2 separate regions of the Mus musculus genome follow, and region 2 is linked to region 1. A link is a contact called in public Hi-C data. All regions are on one chromosome and are shown on one strand. The core of a region is the stretch at or near the end of the contact, and the rest is flanking DNA. Distances in the headings are between cores, read along the strand shown. Region 1 has its middle 11 kb from the start of Gm34766. Region 2 holds the start of Muc20 (mucin 20).

Evidence for each region. Hi-C and Micro-C count contacts between places; a contact is called where the count stands out from the background.
Region 2: a Hi-C map of uterus shows a contact between it and region 1. The contact joins the promoter of Muc20 here to the enhancer-like site in region 1. A contact is called at or near these places in 14 of 39 promoter capture datasets (the 3T3-L1 cell line, 3T3-L1-derived adipocytes, the HPC-7 cell line and 6 more), 1 of 15 datasets of contacts at CTCF or cohesin (pro-B cells), 71 of 484 Hi-C or Micro-C datasets (the AML12 cell line, B cells, the BV-2 cell line and 36 more), 11 of 115 datasets of contacts at active chromatin or transcription factors (the NIH/3T3 cell line, T-cell acute lymphoblastic leukemia, bone marrow-derived dendritic cells and 4 more) and 5 of 9 other capture datasets (adipose tissue, embryonic stem cells, liver and 2 more).

Annotation. Positions count from the first base shown.
Region 1 is chr16:32,705,940-32,713,203 of GRCm38.p6, forward strand. No RefSeq gene overlaps it. Among named protein-coding and RNA genes, the nearest start is that of Gm34766, 11 kb to the left of the region's middle. Within about 2 kb of position 1,387, at least 25 of the 459 cell types and tissues checked have an H3K27ac peak or open chromatin away from gene starts, as enhancers often do. A contact at or near this core is called in the G1E-ER4 cell line, the N1E-115 cell line, T-cell acute lymphoblastic leukemia and 2 more, where this site is marked.
Region 2 is chr16:32,793,022-32,800,535 of GRCm38.p6, forward strand. Muc20 (mucin 20) reads right to left here and starts at 4,414. Exons shown (of 4, transcript NM_146071.2): 1 at 4,296-4,414; 2 at 175-1,908. The coding sequence starts at 4,371.

The DNA of each region.
Region 1 (7,264 bases), core at 137-2,636:
CTACCAATCTTACAGAACACCCAGCTGCAGAAGATACTGCAGCCTTCAACCTTCCAGTTAATCTTCACAACTATCCTGTGCTGTGTTTTATGTATGGGAAGCGGGACACAGAGACAGTAAAACCCGAGTGTAGGGTGCATTGTGCTCCCCATAGAGAGTTCTAGATGTGACTGTGTGGAGCCATCATTCCTCTGGATCTCAGCTTTACCATTTCAGTAACGAGGGCCCTGAATAATGACTTTTTTTCTTTTCTTTGAGACATAGTTTCTCTCTGTAGCCCTGGCTATTCTGAAACTAGCTCTGTAAACCAGGCTGGCCTCAGACTCACAGAGATCCACCTGTTTCTGCCTCCCAAGTGCTGGGATTAAAGGCATGCACCACTGGTGACATAAAGATGTTCCCTATGCTAGCTACAGAGGGAACAACAAGGTGCTTCCGAGGAAAAGCTACCTATGAGCAGAAGATGGTGGGCAGGCCCGAGCATGCGTGGGGGACAGACACAGACAGGCAGCAAACATCACTTGGAGCCATCATTTCCTGGAGGTCTAGAGAAAAGGCTGATTAGGTCCCATCGCAACACAACAGATGCTGGTGCTCTGGCGGTCAGGACAATGCTCTTGTGCCATCTCAGGGCCAGCATCCTGCCACAGAGCTTCTTAGGTTCCAGGCTACACAGGTCCCTCTGCTCGGTCTGAAGCCCCTGTGTCAAGCTAAATATGAGACCTGTCCTTTGTCTTCTGGACGTCCGTCTCCACGCCCCCCTCCACAGGACACTCAGCCTTGATGGGACATCGACAACAGGCTCCTGGGCACAGCCACGCTGCCCAGCAAACAGCTGCTTGCCACAGAGTAGCATTGCCACCTGCTTCTGGCTCCTTCTACCCATTCGTACTTACAGCCAGACGAGGTTCCCCTTCCTGTTGCTGAGACTGAAAATAATAAGGATGGGTTGTGCTGATCTGAACCTCACTGAACAACCCCAGTGTACACCTGCTTGAGACTGTAAGGACAGGTACAGGAAACAGTACACTTTGTGGCTTAATGTGAAATTGACATATATAACAGTTGGTTTGTTTTTACCTGTTAGATCGGCCTCATCATCCCTTGCAAGCCCCACCCCCCCCTTTCCCGATTGCCTCGATATTTTATGTTCTACTTGCGGCATAGCTGGACAAGGTTGGCTCTCCGCACACCTCAACCCAAAACTTGGCTGCGGCTCACACCTGCACATCTAAATCCCTCTTTCCTGAGCAGCTCAGGGCTCTATAGTTGGGTTTATTTCTGTAATCCCTTCAGCCTGTTTCAAGAGCGTCCCTCCCTGCTCTGGTGCTGGAGCAGAGGCTGCCTGAAGCACAGGAAGGCTTGTGGCTGACAGCAGGGTGCGGCAGCCCTGTCCCAGTTTAGATGATGCTGATAGTAAGCTTGAAGAGCTTGCCTTTGGTGGTGGCCACGGAAGGAGGGAATTGGAACCGACAGGATGGGCCAGCGGGAGGAAGCAGTGGACACCGGGACCCCAGTCTGCACTCCTCAGAGATCTGGGACCAGTGCTGGCCACCCAGCCTTCCTCTTGCGTAGAGCTGAGGAGGTCAGCACTTCTGCAGTGTTTCTCTAGCCTTCCGTTTCCTCCCTCGTTGGAAATGAAAACACGTGTTGTGGACTCCCAGGCAGAGGCAAGCAATAGCTCTCCCTCTGCCAGCTCACCTGAGTGTGAGGTTCTTTAGGGAAAGTAGCTCACGTTAAGAGTCCTCTGCTCTGCGAAGCGTACCTTACTCTGTCCTCTAGGCTTGTTAAACTACCTAACTTATCTGTAGATAGCCAGACGTTGTAAAGAGGGAGTCCTTACCACTCTCAGGGGCGCTAATCCTCCCAGGAGGGGCAGCTCCAGCAGAGATTCAGAGAGCCCCACAGAGAGAAGAAGCAACAAGCCTTTGGCTGTTTAGGAATTCTGTGTTATACTGTGGGTTAACACGCTGGCCCAGAGTGGACCTCACAAGCAGAAATTATTGGCCCAGAGAGATAAGACCTGCTCCTGGGCAGGGTGCAGACCCCACCTGGAAGTCCTTATCTCCCACAGAGCCCTTTTGGACTCTATAGAGTTTATGCAGCATGAAATCTTCATTAATATTCACTTAAACATTGCTCTGGGTTAAAGAGGTCATCATAGGGCAGCCATGTTAGCAACGGCGAAAAGCCAGAGGCACAGGAGGAAGGAGAGACCAGAGAGCGGCATGGCCCAGAAGGGGGTGGGGGTGGGGGTGGAGGTGGTGGTGGCGCTGATCACAGAGACCAGCAGTCACACAGGCAGGTGGAGCAGGCACCAGACAGGAGGGTGGCAGGACCTGGTGGGTGAGCAGCTGGTGGTGGGATGAAGCCATCTGATAGGTGCTACATAGTCTGGAGGAGAGGCAGGTCCTTGCCCGAAAGGGCTGGGTAGGGAGTGTGGGTGGGGAAAGAGTAGAGCAGAGGCGGTCCTTGGGGGAGGCTCCCACGCTGAAGACCCGTGTGCTCCCACATAAGACCGCTGTGCTCCATTTTTTCCATACGGATGTCCCTTCAGCCATTGTCCTAATCCTGTTTCTTTGGCCCCTCCTGGTTGTGTGAAGCACAATCCCCCGTGGGACCCTTCCACAGGGTAGCCCTCCCCACCTCTGGCAGCTCATCCCATGTCTTCCGTATAGCCAGGAGAACAGAGCATCTACGCTCCTCCCAGCAGACAGGAGCCTGGACAAGCTCATCACCCCTCAGCCAGCGTCCCAGCCTGCCATAAACCCATCACGGTTCACTTCCCACCCACTTCTCAGAGCAACCTAGGTGGAAACTTAACTTGAGACACCTCCTTACTTCCTTGTTCCTTTTGGCACCTGGACTGTCTCAGTCCCAGCCCCAAATCCCCACTGCGCCGGGGAGGGGGGGGCCCTCCGGGATTAGACCCACCCAATGTGCCCCAAAGCTTGACAGCTGAGCAGGAAGAGATCCACCAGACCAGTAAACCTGGAGTGGGAAGCAGCTGTCTTCCCCCCCTGCCCCCCCCAAGTCACACAGCAGGAAGTCTTTTTGACTATGGAGACCTCTCTGACCCCTGAACCAAAGTAGCACCCACATATAGAGCTCCTAAGATCAAAAGCCAGACTGCCTCTCTGTCTCAGGAGCTCTGCAGCACAAGGCCCACCAGGGTCCTAGGGCACCTTCAGTCAGACTGACTCTACGCCTTTCTAGGCCCCATTCTGATCTCATGGAGGCAGAGGGTGACTGGTTAACCTCACGGAGCCCCAATGTGTGTTCAGGAGCCTAGAGGGACCAGCTCCAGGAACTCCTTCTTCCTCAGAGTGGTTATGTGGAACTCAGGGAGGCGCTGAAGCAAAGCAGTGACGGAATGACTTGGAACGGGGCGCTAACCCTGTGGGGCTTGGCGTATTTGCTTTGCCAACATCTTATTGTTGTTAGTATACAGGCCATTCCACTGGCCTGTTCTCAGGGACCTAGTTACTTAAGTCATCGCCTGCCACTGCCAGGAGTGCCAGGTGTGTGCTGTGGATAAAAGGGCCCCCAGTCACCCCAGGTCTCTCCCCCTCTCCTCTTCCTCTCCCAGTTGTGCCTTTCTTAGGGGTACATTTTAGTATGGGCCTGCCAAAGGCATCCCTCCCTACACATATCTTTTATCATAACCATTGTCACACACCTGTACTTTGCTTACTCTGTTTCCATACCTAGAACACTCTTCCTCTATCCTTTATACCTATCTGATAGAGGATTTGTAAGCCGTATTCCTCCTTGTATGTGTGTCCACGTGTGTGTGTGTGCAAAAATGTGTGTGTGGTGGTCAGGGGTAAACCTTGAGTGTCCCTCTTCAGGAACTGCCCACTTTTTAAAAAAGCGTTTTGTTTTATGTATTTGTTTCTGAAGGTACGTACATATGTGTATGTAGCTTTGGATCTTCTGATCCCGGAGCTACATTTAGTTGTGAGCTGCCATGTGTGTGGGAGGTGGTGGCACTCAAACCCAGGTCCTCTGGAAGGACAGTCAGTGTTCTTAACTGTTGAGCTGTCTCTCCAGCCCTTCACTTTGTGTTTCTGAGACAGGGTCATTCACTAGCCTGGGACTCACCAGTTAGGCTAGGCCAAGTGGCCAGCAAGCCCAGGGCTCCTCTAGTTACTGCCTCCTCAGCACTGGGGTTACCAGGCCTGGTTTCTTTCTTTTTCTTTCTTTTTCTAAGGTGGGTTCTGGGGTTGAATGGCGAGCACTTGACTGCAGAGTCAGTCACCTCTGCAGCTCTCCGTATTCCTCTTAGGGAAAGACAGGGCCCTCTGTCCTCTGGCTTGGAAGTTAGATAGAAGCAGAATAAAGTCTTTTTTTTTTTTGCTTTTGGTTTTTCGAGACAGGCTGTCTCTGTGTAGCCCTGGCTGTCCTGGAACTCACTCTGTAGACCTGGCTGGCCTAGAACTCAGAAATCTGTCTGCCTCTGCCTCCCAAGTGCTGGGATTAAAGGTGTGCGCTACCACTGCCAGGCTAGAATAAAGTCTTGATTCTGCCGCTGCTACACGACTTTGGTTGTATAGATCATTTTTCATCCTCTGCCTTGATCTCTTTGTGTTTTTTCCAGATCCTTATGTAGACAGAAGTCTAGCACCTCCAGAGCTTAGTACATGCTAACTTGCTCACAGCACCCATCTCCACCCGCTGCCTGGCTAGCTCCTCCTGGCTGTGTCCGGCCTAGGTCCCTGTGCTCACACTACCCACCGCTCAGTAAGCACCCCTGCCTTGAGACCCTAAAACACTAACTAGTTCTTTCTAATGCTTACTGCCGTTATTAGGACATGTTTGTCTTCCCATGTCATCGCCGAGCCAGACGGGTGGGAGTGGACACTGCCTTTACTTCTGTTTCTAATTCTGTCTCTGGGCAGAGGCACAGCTTGAGCAAAAGAAGCGCTGGCTACCCTTCCTGTTTGATTTTAGCATCTGCACAACAGGCTAGCTACACCCACCACAGGATTTCCAACAAGAAGAGATAATTGGTCGCAGGAAAGAAAGGAAGGAAGCTGGAAAGTTCTTCTTTCCCAGCTTTCACGGTGCTGGAGGGGCCCATGTGAGACAGCAGGGGATAGCAGAGCCAGCGTGCTACATGCCAACCTGCCTGGAAGGTGAGCCTCCTGGTGCAATAGTGGGGTACCTGTTATGAGGTCACATAGCTTCCAGATGGGCTTTGAGGCCCGCTCCACAGGAAGGAAATCATGTCAATCACTGTAATTTTGGTTAACCCTTTCCTGACCCCTTCCTCTCCCCCATGCCCACTCCCATCTCCACTTTTCTGTCCCTAGTATTCTCTACTTTATTTTCACATGACACGTCTTCAAGTATTGACCCCCTTACGAACGCCACCACCACCTCGTCACCCCCTTTCTAGGTCTCTGACCTCTACTCCAACGTAAACACACAGATCTCAAAATTAGAAGCTAGAATCCACCCATGAGAGAGAAGACGTGGCCTTTGTCTGTCTTAGCCTGAGGTTACCTTACTTAACAGTTTACAGCTCCATTCATTATCATACAAATGTCATGCTTCCTTACAGCTGAATCATTGTGTATATGGATGTGTTTAGTATCTTTTTAAAAATTATCTAAGTGTAGGACCATGAAAGTCAGACTGTTTTCTGGTTGAGCTAGGTTTAAAACCCCAGTGACCCTGTAGGTGACCCCGCAGGGTCTCGTGCAAGGGATGGTAGGCGTTTTTTTGCTATGATACTAGACACCAGGCTCCTGACACGAGGCTGTAGCTCTCCACTCCATAGGTCTGTGGCCATCAATCACGCAAGGGCAGCGCCTCAAGCCGGTCTACAGGTAGAGGACTTGACCACAGATCCCGTAGCCACAAGACAGATCTCCATTTTAATGAGGTACCTAAAGACCTGGAGGCGTAGCCAATAAACTCTCCTTCCCAGACACTCCTCCCTGCAAAAGGTATTTAACCTCAGGCCTGCCCTGAGAAAATGGGGTTCATTTTTTACTTATCAACTCCCCCCCCCCATGACAATAATGTCTTAAAACTATGGACTGTCTCTTCTCATGGAGATCTGAAGCAATGGAGCAGGCCTTTCTCGAAAGAGCTGCATCTAATCTCCCTCAGGAGGCCTCACTGTGCTCTGAGCCATGGATGGACTCCACCAAGCTAAGCCGCCCCCGCCAAGGATGCTCCTCCCCAAGGGACCCAGCCAGAGCTCTCCTCCCCCCTTTCCCCTTGGGCCCTGGGCTAGAGCCAGACTGCGGGTCCCCACTCCTTTCTCAGCTCTTCTGTGGCATCCAGCGGCATCTGTGGTGCCCAAGAGTCTGAGAACCTGCCATCCCTGGCCCCCCCCCCCCCCCCGAGGCAAATCCAGCAATCCCCCAGGACCTTAGATTGTGCTTCCGCAGCTCTGGAACAGGGTTCCTCGGCTTCTCACAGTCCAACGCCCATCCTGTGACGCCATGGGGAACGAGCAGTCAAGACTTCCCTTGTCCTGCCTTGCCGAGCGGCCCAAGCCCCAAGCGGTCCTGGGCCATCTTTTAACCCACATCTATGCACCCACTGATAGACATCTGGGCTGTTTCCGTTTTCTAATTGTTATGAATGAAACATCAGTGAATATGAATATGCAGGTTATAGAATTCTTTGAAGACATACCTAGGAATGATATAACTTTGTTTAATTTTTATTTTTTTGAGACAGTGTCTCACTGTATCCCTGGCTCTCCTGGAGCTCACAGAGATTTGCCGACCTCTGCCTCCTAGATGGTGAGATTAAAGTTGGGTCCCACCATATCCAGCAATATTCTGTCACTGACAAAATCACTTAGACTTACACAAAAAACTCAATGTTTTAGTAGACATGGGTACCACGGAATGGCTACATTGTGATGCATATTACTTCATGTTTTATAATTCTTTGTAGAGAGAATATTTAAATGTATTGTCTTAACAATTTTCAAACTTATAGCATGCTGCTACTAAGCTGCTTTAAGCATGTTGTGGTCATTGTGATATATATATATATATATATATATATATATATATATACACACACACACAACTCTCTTGAACTTAGTTCTCCAATTTCACTGAAATTTCGTGTCCTTTGGTCAACGCCTCCTTAACCTGGTCAAGTTGAGCCTTTAGCGCCTACCATTTGACTGTGGGCTTGTACACATTTGATGATTTTAGAGCCTGCATAAGAGTGAGTTTGTTTTTCTGTGGGCAACTTTTTATCACTTAACACGGCATTCTCCAGGTTCATC
Region 2 (7,514 bases), core at 3,164-5,663, 90 kb after region 1:
GTCACCTACACATCACTACATCTCATATACATCTTAGCTGCTTTTTACCGACCCACCAGGAGGTCATGAAATGCCAAGGAGAGGGTGCAATATTGGCCTTTAGCTCCTTCTTTCAACTCAACTCCTTAAGGCTACTCCAAATCTCCAAAAATCTCTCATGGGAGTTTTGCTTACCTGGATCATGTTTTGTGGTTTTCCTTATCCAAGCAGTGGATGCAGATGTTGTAGGATGCGTCGGGGGCTTTGGTGAGGCTGTGGTCTTGGTTAAGGTGATGTTTGGGTTTTTGCTGGTGCTAGCTGTAGTTGAATAGATAGAAAAAGGAGGGTGGCTCTCTGTGAGGAAGGAGCTGTTGGTTGTATTGCCTGTGGTTAAAGTCTCTGAGGTAGCAGAGCTCTCGGTGGTGACCACCACTGAGAGACTGCTGCTGTCGAGAGCCGTGAAACTCACGAAGGAGGCTGCTTCTCCCATTGTTGATCCAGCAACCATGGGGACTGTGATGGTGCCCAAGACCTCAGTGTGGCTTTGTGTCTCAATAGAGAGTGTTGAAGTGTTTTCCAGGGGGTTCCTTCTAACTGTCACCGAAGTTCCAACAGAGGTAAGAGTCTGGGCCACTGCTGTTTCGCTTTCTGTGATTGCACTAGTGGAGACTGTCCCCTCAAGGGTGGTGGCAAGGGCCGGGGTGCCAGCAGTTGACAGGATCCCAGATAAGCTTGTGGTCTCGGGGAAAATTGGTTTTGCCTCAGTGGGTGGAGGCAAAGTTAATATCTCAGAAGTGAACAAAGCTGCCGTCGCTTCTGTAGGGCTGAGGCTCGCGCCTGGGGCCCCAGAGATGGTGATGGTTGTTTCTATTTCTGTGATGCAGTTGCTGAGTTTAATATGAGTGATGTTGAAGGCAACCAACCCCTTGGCTGGAGTTGCACTGTCGGGTCCCAGGACTCGTGAGCTGCTGAGGACCCCAGCTGAACTGTCAGAGGAAGAGCTGCTCTCTGAAGACAGGTACTCCACTTCCGTGGAGGTGTGTGCCAACGTCAGGAGGTCAACTGTGATCTTCCTTGCCTCTTCAGAGCTGTCATCGGTACAAAGGGTGTCAAAGACGGCTTCTATGGAGTCCCACACTGTGCCAGTTTGGACAGTGCTCATCCCAGTTCTGGGGCTGTTGCTTGGTGCCAATGTCTCTGTAGGGATGGTGTGCATAACCGTGAGGTCAGAAGGTATTCTTATTGAAACCGTTCTGGTCTCCGTTACAGTGGAAATGGTTTGGGTCTTTAGGGTCAATTCAATAGGTGAGATGGTCTGGGTATCTAGGGATGATGGTGCAGGGGAAGTGGTCAGAGATGATGGTGCAGGGGAAGTGGTCTGGGTATCCAGGAATGATGGTGCAGGGGATGTAGTTAGAGATGATGGAGTAGGAGAAGTGATCAGAGATGATGGTGCAGGGGAAGTGGTCAGAGATGATGGTTCAGGGGAAGTGGTTTGGGTATCCAGGAATGATGGTGCAGGAGAAGTGGTCTGGGTACTCAGGGATAATGATACAGGAAAAATGGTCTGAGCATCCAGGGACGATGCTATTGGGGAGGTAATCTGAATATTCAGGGTTGACAAATTAGGAGAGGTGGTCTGGGCCTCTAGGGATGATGCTGCAGGAGTGGTAGTATGTGTCTTCCTGGTCTTTGTTACAAAAGAGGTGGTCTGAGTGTCTCTGGAATTGACCTCTGAACTGATACTAGTTGCACTTAAAGCATTAGAAGCAGATTCAGTGCTGAGAGTTTGCGTGTCTAGAGGTACATACTGAATCAGGTTGGTGGTCTGGAAAGCTCTCTCTGAGCTGGGCCTGTCCCTTTGAGTGAAGGTGGACACTTCCATGTTGTTGGTTGTCACCAAAGGAACTGATCTGCTAATGTCGAGACCTGTGTGGGATGAGAACAACCTGGTGAGTGCCAGTGGACTGACATCACAGTTTATGCCCTAGGTGCTATTGGATGGCATGGAGGGTCATCATCTACATAAACCTAGAGGATGAAGGCAGCACAGAGAAGCCAAAGCCTTCACAGCAGCCCCGAAGACATGCTACCCCAACTAGTGCTCTCTGAAGCCCTGACAACTGCCCCCTGCCCCAAAGGATCCCAGCTGACCCCGGGTCTACAGCTCAGCCTCACAGCATATACCGACTAAGGCAGGCAAAGAAGACAGGAATCCACATGAGCCAAGGACTGCAGAGCAGGGATCCAGGGATGATGGTGTAGGAGAAATAGTCTGGGTATCCAGGAATGATGGTGCAGGGGATGTGGTCAGAGATGATAGAGTAGGAGAAGTGATCAGAGATGATGGTAAAGGGGAAGTGGTCAGAGATGATGGTGCAGGGGAAGTGGTTTGGGTATCCAGGAATGATGGTGCAGGGGAAGTGGTCTGGGTACTCAGGGATAAACTTTCTGAAGAAACTTTGTCACTCTCCCATGGGTGGTTTGCTCACCCCCACACACACACACAAAAATTCCCATAGAAGTATGTTCTTCAAAGTCTAGAATGACCTATGGTTTCATCTTTAGAGATAACTGGGAGGACGGGGAGAGGAGCCTCCAGCCTGAGTGGAATATGTCCTAGGAAAGCAAGCAGTCAGGGAACTGGAGCCAGTTCACATGGGTAAAGGAAATGATTAGTGGGCGCACACTCTCTCGCGCGCGCACGCACACACACACACATACACGTCTGCAGGAGCTACTGATTGCCTTCTTCATATGGGCATCTATGCCTAATCCCAAGCTATTTCTTTGAGGCCCCTGGTCCACAGAACCCAGCCCAGATCGGAGGGTGTGGCTGCTTTCCTCTTCCATACCTCCATATTGGGAGTGAGAAAAGTATGGAAATACAGCCTGGTTTGAGTCTTGCCTCTGTTGCTTGTTCTGCTGTATACTAACTCTGTGACACAGGTCAAGTCTCTGTGCTCCACACTGGTACTTTCTCATATGTAAAGTGTGACAGGCAGGGTGGGTGGTCCAATGGTTGGGCACTGCTAGCAGTGCTGGCCCCGGGGTTAAATTCCTCCCTCTAAGCTGCAGTCCCCTTGCTTTTAGGTGGGTGGCAGGTCTTAGAGGTGCGCACCTTTCCTTGACGTTATTGTGAGGATTTAAAAGGCAATGTTGGACCAGCCCGATAGCTCAAGTGGGTAGAGCTGCTTGCTACCAAGCTTGGTGACCAGAAGTTAAGATTCAAACTGTCAGGTGGTCTCCACACACGTGTCAAGCATTTGTGGACTTTCTCTCTCTCTCTCTCTCTCTCTCTCTCTTTCTCTCTCTCTCTCTCTCTGTGTGTGTGTGTGTGTGTGTGTGTATCTGAACTCTGAACTCTGGGTTTGATTGAGAGATCCCAGGTCAAGGAATAAGGTGAGAGAACTTTCAAGGGTGATCCCAAAATCAACCTCCACACACACTGTACACATCTTCACACACAGCCAAACACATGTGAATCCACACATATGTAGAAACATTTCTCTTTCACACACATGCATAGAAAAATGGAAAATGGAAACATTGATAAATAAAGTGTATATAGCAAGTTCCATGCTGTCAGGGCAATGTGTCAAAACAAATAAATAAATACATACATAAATACTTATTTATTTATTTAGAAATTCTGTCAATAAACTTAAAAAATGGAATTTAAAAAAGTGATGCCCGGTGTGACATGTCAGTGTGTGGTCTCCGCTGTAGCAGTCCCCATGCCGTGGGGACGTGAACAGCAGGGGCTGTGTGTGGGAGGGACTGGATAAATCAGAAGTCTCAGTAGAATGCTGTTCAGTTTTACTATAAACCTAAAGTTAGCCTGAAAATTATCTATTTTAAAGTGTGTGTGATAGGTTTGGCACAGTGCCAGTTAGTAACAGATCACGGTTAGCTCCCATCTTTCAGAAAAGTCTGCCTCTCTCAGAATCTCCCCGCCCAAGCAGTTTGTGACAAACTTTTCATTCAAAAGGCAAATTTCAAAGAACAGCTGGGCTAGGTAACGATGTTGGAGGGAGCAGAGCTAAAATGATCACCAGCTGGCATCTCCCAAGCCCCTCCTCCCTCCACCCCACTATCCCATGACTAAAGAGTGACTCCCAGACTCCCTTACAGTGATGGCCACAGGGCCACCATGTGTAAGCTGACCCATCTGCCAGCCAGCACACTCGTCTATTCCTCCGGCCATTAATACAATTAACAAAAATGTCTCCCTTGCCCACAAAGAGCTGTCTTTGCCAGCACTGAAACCCAGAGCTCCACCAGGGAGGATCCCCGGGGGCTGTCCTGTTCCTTACCTGGAGAGCTCACACTGACGCCAACCTTCCAGCAGAAGACAAGGAGGGGCACAGCCAGGCCCCAGACAGAGCCCATCGTGCCTGGCCCTGACCACCGCTGTCTGCCGGACCTGCCTGCTGTCTCTCCTCACCACCCTTTCCTGCTTCCTCAACCCCGGGAGGAGGGGCAGACGACTGCCCAGGTGTGACTGGGTAGGTTCCAGGAGGCAGCCGGGTGACCACAAATGTGCAGGCTGACAGCAGGTTCATGGTCCCACTCCCCACCCTGACTCCCATGCCTTGCCTCTCTGATTTGAAGATATGGCATCAGTTCCATTCTGAAACCCTCCCCTGGCACTGAGAATGGCATGAAAGAGATGGTGTTTACCCCACTCACCCATACCTGGGGTCCCGGCTTCATGGGCAGACCCAAGTTTATCTACTGAGCCTAGATTTTATCAGTTCTAGGGACCAAGGGCAAATAAGAGAACATTTCTTAGCCCCAACTTCTTGATCTGTAAAATGGACACACTGTCTGACTCAGGACACCACCAAAGTTCTTACGCAACGTCTCCTATACATTGCTGGTGCTCAGAGAAAATGCATCTATCTCAGTAGCTCAAGATATAAGTGGGAGCCCTCAGCCTTGACCAGTCCATGTGAATGGTCCTGAGGTCTCAAGGGGACAGTGTCCCAGTGTGGGGGCAGGACTCTAACCTCTAATAGCTTTCTATATTAAAAATCCTGGGATTTTGCAGCGAAGTCCAAGGCAGGACCAGGTCCCCAGTCATGTTTGAGGATTCAGGATGCAGAGGATGGCATGATGCTCTGAGTCCAAGAGCCAGCAGAAGGAGATGACTTGGGGACACTTAGGAGATTAGTTTCCAAGGCAAGGAGTGATGTTATGGGCTGTATTTTCTATATGCCTCCCCCAAAACAAAGAGGACTCTGACCCCTCAAGGACCAAGGCCTAGTGCTCTTAGGGCCATACCCAGTGGCCAGACAAGGTTCCGTGGGCATTTTAAGTGCTTTTGGATGAAAAGCAGCTCTGGGATGGAGAAGACATCTCGGATCTGTGTCACAGAATCACAAAACTGAGAACAGGAAGGAAATGTAAAACTGTATCAAACGCTCTGTCCTTAACTGTGGGCAAAAAGCTGTGTGGTCTTAGACCAGTAGTTTGCCCTCTCTGGACCTCAGTCAGGAAGGCTTCTGAGGGCTTCTTGGCCCAGCAGTCTGAGATTGACTGCTGGCTATCTGACAGTATCATAGAGAACTTTAGTGGGCACTGTGGTGACAGGGCTTTCCCTCCTGGGAGGAGGAGCTGTCATCTTGGGGTGTGTCAGCCTCTTCAGAAGGGGCTCTGGAGTCTCTGTGAAGTAACCTGACACTGGAGTTGAGGGGCGTGGGGAGTAGTGGCAGGAACACAGTCCGCAGGCTGAGCCTTTTCCTTTCCCAGACTCAAACTCAGCTCTCTACTCTAAACAGGTGGGAGGAGGAGGAACCACTGCATTCTGGGAGACCGTGCCATGTAGCCATGTCCCCATGTGAAATCCACCCTTTAAGGAGGTGGAGGGAACATGGCAAGAGGGCAGATCTCTGTCTGGGCAGTCCTCCACACTCTCCTGCTGCACCCATGCAGAGCCAGGGGCTTCCTCATTCCAGGGGCAGCTTACTCTACGGACCAGCATTCTGGTGCCCTTTTCACCCCAACAAGGAATTCCCCACTGCATTTCCTCTTCCAACTGAAATGGCCAACAGCCCTACACACTTGAAAATGAAGACAGACAAACAAACAAACAGAAAAACCCTAAGAAGATCTGGGCCCGTTTCTGTGGAATGAATTTATAGTCTTAGCTGGTTCATATAAAAGACACACAACTCAGGTATTTTATTTACAAACTGTAAGCCTAGATTGGACAGGTTTGGAGTTATACTAACTTATCCCCTAGCTATAAAGTGTCTTGTCACTTACTGTTTCTCCTGACTGCTTAGTGGTCATGGTCCATCTCCTCGTATGGCAAAGTCCTCCACCTCCACCACCATCTTCTTTCTTCTTCTTCCTCTTCCTAGAACCCATGCCCCACCTTTCTCCCTCCACTGCCCAATCACAGGCTCTACCCTCTCGTTGACCAGTTATATTGGGGAGAAGTTTCACATAGCATCACTTGGTATACGTAAGAATCAACCACATCTTGAGAAGCCAGCATTTAACATTCGAATACAAGCAGCATCAGACCAAACCACTACAAGTTTCTTCTTTATCCAGGGTTACTTCCAAGCCTGGCTGATGGCCAGCAGCCCTGAGGGCCATCACAAACTTCACTGGAAAGTTCTTGGACCATTTCTTCACAGCCCAGCTCAGCTCTCACCACGAGTTAGCACAAGGCACAAGTCTCACTACATTAACAAGCACATTAACAAGCAATGTCAGACATTGGTCTCAGCTCTTGAGGTAATACATCACAGAGGAAAACAGACAGGGATGGCCCTCAGGAGCTAAGTCCTGAAGACTGGGTGGGCAGTGAACAAGGGAATAGAAATTTGTAAGTGACCGAGAAAGAAAGAGACATTGAAGAGCTGGGGTATGTGGGTGTATGTGTGCATGGGCGGCATGGCGGTTCAGGTTGCGGTACTGAATAACAAGGGAGGAGATTGTAGGAGCATCTAGAGAGATGTCAGAAGCTTAAAGCAGAAAGGTTTATGTAGTGAGAATTCTGGAAGTTTGGTTTCCTTTTAAACACTCAGAAATGTTTTTGTTTTAATCCCAGGTGTGGGATAAGGGACCGCTTCAGACTGTCCACAGCAGCTGACTATGATTTGCCTCATGCTCTGTCAGGGGCGTGATTTTGCCAGCTGCAGATAATTTCTGCAATTGTGTAACATTTGGAATGCTGGGGACTTTTCAGAGGGTCTATAAATGCTAGGGTCCTGAGGGGCATGGTAGGCTGTTGTTTGCAGTTTGTTAAGTAGTGGTGCACAAAGAAGAAACAAGAAGAAAGTGGGTATCCTGACAGTGAAGATCAAACTTGCCCCGAAGAACTCAGCAGCCCCAATCAGCAAAAAGTCATCTGAGGATAACGTTGGCCCCTTTCTCACCCCTGACTTTATTCAAGGATCTCTTTCATTTCCTCTCTATCCTTCTTTCTCTCTTATTTAGTATTAGGAGGTTAAAAGGGTAGAGAAAAATGGTAGAGAAGGGTAGAAGAAAAAAGAACCCACAAAGCAGCCAAAGATGGC